Linked DNA regions of Drosophila melanogaster: region 1 is linked to region 2. A link is a contact called in public Hi-C data. All regions are on one chromosome and are shown on one strand. The core of a region is the stretch at or near the end of the contact, and the rest is flanking DNA. Distances in the headings are between cores, read along the strand shown. Region 1 holds the start of CaMKI (Calcium/calmodulin-dependent protein kinase I). Region 2 holds the start of lncRNA:CR44441 (long non-coding RNA:CR44441).

What was found. A called contact is a pair of places that touch in the nucleus more often than the background predicts.
Region 1: a contact with region 2 is called in a Hi-C map of the Kc167 cell line, with 4 times the contacts expected there. The contact joins the promoter of CaMKI here to the promoter of lncRNA:CR44441 in region 2. A contact is called at or near these places in 40 of 107 Hi-C or Micro-C datasets (the Clone 8 cell line, the Kc167 cell line, the ML-DmBG3-c2 cell line and 15 more) and 2 of 6 datasets of contacts at active chromatin or transcription factors (both in the Kc167 cell line).

Annotation. Positions count from the first base shown.
Region 1 is chr4:444,172-446,871 of dm6, forward strand. CaMKI (Calcium/calmodulin-dependent protein kinase I) reads left to right here and starts at 1,333. Exons shown (of 8, transcript NM_166764.2): 1 at 1,333-1,477.
Region 2 is chr4:193,316-196,015 of dm6, forward strand. lncRNA:CR44441 (long non-coding RNA:CR44441) reads left to right here and starts at 1,417. Exons shown (of 1, transcript NR_123744.2): 1 at 1,417-2,585. It overlaps Abcd1 (ATP binding cassette subfamily D member 1), which reads right to left and starts at 514. Exons shown (of 10, transcript NM_166736.4): 1 at 230-514.

The DNA of each region.
Region 1 (2,700 bases), core at 83-2,582, 250 kb after region 2:
TGGAAAAAAAAACTTAGTTTTAGTTCCGTTTATTGCTTTTTTATTATCTATATTTGCTCAATAACAGGGATATCGCAAAACTCTTATAAATATCTGAACAGCCGGCGTCGTTGTGTTGTTCTCACAAATAATATAGCCCATTGCACGTGGAGTAAAAGATATATGTACTTTATCAGGATAGTTATAGATGAGTTGATCTGGCTATGTCCGTCTTTCCGTGTGTTTCTGCCTTTATATTTGTCTGCAAAACACCCATAAGCCACCCAAAACTGACACGTCCACATTTGTCAAAGCTATTTTAGCTTTTTTCCCATTTTATCTTAACAAAAAACTTGCTGAGTTGCGGGTATCTCATATCGGGGATATCTACTAAAGAGTTTTCTCTTGTTTTGCATTAATTCATGAATAAAAAATGAAATGCAATTATGTTTTCATTTAAACAAAAATGTTTGTTGCTTAGACAAATCCCAAAACAGTATTGCTTCTATGATTTGAATGTTATTTAATATATATATGACAGCTATTTTGGTCTTGAATCTCTAAATCAAGATACGCATTAAAAAAAAAAAAATTTGTAAATTTTTTGGTCCTAGGATATTAAGCATGTTTTCCATAGTCGCAAACACCTAAGCGAGATTTTAATTTATTAAAATTTATTAATTTAAATTTAAATTAAATTTAATTTAAAATGCTTCTATGATTTGAATGTTATTTAATATATATATATATATATATTTTGGTCTTGAATCTCTAAATCAAGATACGCATTAAAAAAAAAAAAATTTGTAAATTTTTTGGTCTTAGGATATTAAGCATGTTTTCCATAGTCGCAAACACCTAAGCGAGATTTTAATTTATTAAAATTTATTAATTTAAATTTAATTTATTTAAAAGCAATTAAGAATATTTATGATTCCATAAAATGCTTATAAGTTAAAAGTTTGATTTAATGCTTACATTATATAGATTACTAACCAGTAAGTGTTGCCTCAAAAAGTTCTTTTAAAAATCCATAATAATTTTAATTAACTTGAAAATTTTCACTTTAAGAATTTAACGGATATATTGGTATCTGTGTGAAAATGCTATTATCCATGCCACAGTCACCTATCTGAGAACAACATACAAATTTGAATGTACTCCAATTATTAACTGTTTATTCACTAAAATGTTGCAGATAATAAAAATTATATAATACATTTAGCTTAAGCATTTATTTCTTAAGCTTCAGTCTAGTGGTAGTTGTTTTAATTAGAACTTAAAGCGTTTTCATTTCCCAACTGTTTCTTTGGAATGAAATGTCTCGCCCTGTTCCTGTCCATGAACGTTCGCAAGAATTATAATTTCCAAGATTGGTTCCAAGGTTTAGTTCCAAAATATCAATAGGAAATCAATAGAGTACAGATATAAATTTATTTAAATATTTTTAATCACCAAGAAATTTTTGTTCAATTTGTTTTGACTTAACCAGAACCAGGTGACGTATCACAATTTTAACAGTCAATGCTAATGTTTCAAAATAAGTTTGTCACGTTTAAAGTTCCGCTAAGATTTGGAAACAATGGAGCAGTGTGTCACGGTAAACCAATTTGTGAAAATCGTACTGAGAATTTATTTCCGGATTTGGTTGAAAGTTACTTTTTTGAAAGATTTTAACTGTATAAATGTATAGTATTAAGTATTATGTAAAAAAAATAACGACATAACTTGAAAAATTAATTTTTTTGTTCGTGTCCGATAGTCTATGAGCTAATCAAAAAACAAATTCATTACATTTGCTTTGCAAATAAAAAGGTAAGATGTATAATCACTAACTTACTATGCTATATGTATATACATATAAGCGCTCCAGAGAAAAATGACTAACAATTCGCTTTTGGGAAAAACTACATATACATAGATTAGTAGTACAAAGTTTTTAGGAAAAAATAGCTGACTGGTCAACACTGCCACAATGGTTGCGCCAGCGCCTGAAGAAAATCAATAAATCAATACTAAAAGTAATTGTAATTCCTAGCGTGTGTATTCCTTTAAAACAGACATTACGCTGCAACGCACAAGTATTTATAGATTTGGAGAATACTGAATAAATATTTGTGTAAACAAAAGGACCTGTAAACAGTTTCTAGATACATTTGATGTATTTTTTTTAAATAGAAACGTGTTGGCTTGCAACAAAGTCTGCAATATGGGGAACGTTTTGAAAATTCGTCTTCAATTGTTTTCTGCTTTCAAGTGAAGCCACCGAGATCCTGCGCTTGTTTTGGTTAATTCGTAATACTTCTTAAGCATGTATAAAACTTATACATGTATATGTAAATAAACCCAATTATATATTATATATGTATATGTATATATATGCATATATATAAATATTGTATATTATTGTATATATATATATATATATATATATATACGTAAATATTGTGTGATATGCAAGTGTCTGTTTTCGACTACAGATGTACGCAATATAAGGTAATCAGCTAAAATTTAACCTTTGGCAGCTGGGCTCATTACTGAGCGGAATAATTGAGCTCCCAAACCGAAAACAACTGCATTGCTTTGTGTCTAGCTATGTATGTATGTAACCTGCTTTTGTGAATATATATGATCGTCTTCGCTGATAGGGTTCGTCGTTATAACTTTTAGAACCCTGTGAGAAGTCTGGCTTAAACTGTTGAAGAGTAATAACCATGCGAA
Region 2 (2,700 bases), core at 167-2,666:
CACTTATAGCTACTACTACTTGCACAACTTTTTGTTAGAAAATTTTATACGTCAGGAAAATAAACTATGAATGACTACTTGACGGCAATGTTTATAAACGATTTGTACTGTTAGAATAGACAGTCCCCGAAGGATACTGCCAGGCAAGTGAAAGAATCTAAGGCTATGACCGAACTGCACAAGAGCTTAAAGCTTGTTGTTTTCAGTAAAAGTATGTACATAGCCATACCTAGGTGCACAGTTAGTATGTGTGAGGTATGGATTGCTGTAAGCGTTCTTTGCCATTTCAGTTACATTAAACGTCAATAAACTGAAAAAAATAACCATACTTTTTTATACGCATATACAAACACGTACATTTTGGCATTAATCGTCCATATAATCAATAACATTTTACGATGGCTTTCGATGGTTTCAAAAATAATAGATATATATATATATAGAGTTATTAGTTGTAAAAGGCAGGTTTCGTAGGTTTGGATTAATTTTCAAATAGAAAAGTAACTTACTTAGTAATGTCTCAAACTTTTCCAATCAAAATTTTATGTGTGGCTATGTGCGTAAAGATAGCGTCACATGCTTAGTAACAATTATGGAACGGTGGAAATAAAATACGTGGGCCCTTTAAAATTGTTTTTAATTAAAAAAGATTGGACAAAAGTTCCTTTTAAAAGTATCCTGCAAATTGTAGTGTGAGTACACTTTTAGGGATGGCTTCCTTCATTCTTGTATTGTTGTACCAATTTGGAACAGCAAAAAAAATGACTGAAAATATATAAAGTTAACATTTACATATCCTAAAATACTTCCGTTGATTTTGTCTCCAATGTCAATAAAGCAACCGAGAACTTTGAGAATAATGAGAAGGAAAGATATCGTTTATTCCAGGATTCAGTTTTTCTAGTTACTATATTCCATTCAGCATCAGAACCAAAATCGATCCCCGGAAAAGTTTAAATTATTCATTTGGAAGTTAACATGTCGATAACAGTAACGCCTAAATAACCTAAACAGCTACTTTTTTGGTTTGGCATATCTGCCTCGCACTCGCAATTTTAATGCAATTTTCATTGCAAAACAGCAATATATACTCATATTTGCATTCTATGAAATTTATTAATAATATTAAATAAGTTAGTTTTGATATTGGCAATACTAACAACAAAAATTTGTATATACATAAACAATATAATTTTTCGTTTCCGCAAAATAGAAAATAATTTAAAACAATAAGTGCTGTAAGGAACAAAAGAAGATTTTAGACAAATAAAAGGTAAAAAATAGTATTATACATAATACATAGTAGTTGTGGCAGCACGTTGCATATAACTGTGTCTCAAATGTACAAACGATTACGAACTTTCACTATCACATCTGCTAAAAAACCATTTGATAATGGAACTGGGCTATGACAATGATCGATATTTTATGAAAAAAAACGTGTAATATCTATATATATTAATACGAACACACAAAGATAAAATGTTTTTTCCAAGACTTTAAAAAGTGGTTGAACAAAAGTTTGTGAACATTTTAGGATAAGTGCCAATATTATACATAAATCATTCGACTATCTATCACTCTTGGCGCTTTGGAAGATAGACAGGACTTCCTAATAATAACAAAGCTCACAAAAACCTTATTCAACGCTAACAACTCCCCAATCATAAAAAATATTAAAATCATACCGCTCATCAAAACGTCCCCCATACAAATCAGCAATAGACCGAATAATAGAAAAAGCAAAGCCCATTAACTACCATTTAAACAACAAAAAATACCCGCGCAGTCCTTACCTCCCTGGAACACCAATCTCTCCAAAATTGACACAACACTCAATAAGTTCAACGAAAGCAACACGACCCCACAACTTTTCAGGAGACTTTTTACAGAAAAGCAAACGAACGGTCTTCGCAGCAGAGCTTCTAGCCCTTATAGGCCCTAAAAACCAACAAAAATAAAAGAGGAAAATTCTGCATATGTTCAGACTCACTTTCCGCTATTAAAAATCTAAACAACAGCGATCACTACATATCTCACGCACGCAACCTACTACAAAAATTCAATACCAATTTTAAACTCCTTTGGATACTAGGACAAGTTGGAATACAACAAGCCAACCACTTACAACTATTGAATAAGAAATACCTAACCAAGATGAAAAAAACTTGGTTTCAAACATCCAACAAATCATCTTATCAGACTCGGGACATACACTAATAACACACAAGCACTACCTCGACCAAACCCAACAGACAATCAGTCAGTTCTGCAACGACAAACATATTAAATATCCTTAAATACATTTATATCGTCAATCTGTACTACCAGCTATAATGTAACCTTAACAAGATTATTCTATCCATCTAGATGTAAACAAGGAGGAAGGCCTCTGCTGCCGCAGCTTTTATTAATTCACTAGCTCTTAATTTAAATTATTTGTTATTTTATTAGAAATGCTTACTTATATCTCTTATATATTTTTAATGGAATCAAGTATATACATTTATTTTACGACTAACAGTAAAAATTTAGTTTACAAAAGAATTATATATCAAGTAACAGTGTTTATACCCGTTACTCGTAAAATAAAAATGTACACTACATTCGTTGAAAAGTTTGTAACGGGCAAAAGGAAGCGTTTAAGACCATGTAAAGTATATGTATATATTCTTGATAAGGATCAATAACCGAGTCGAT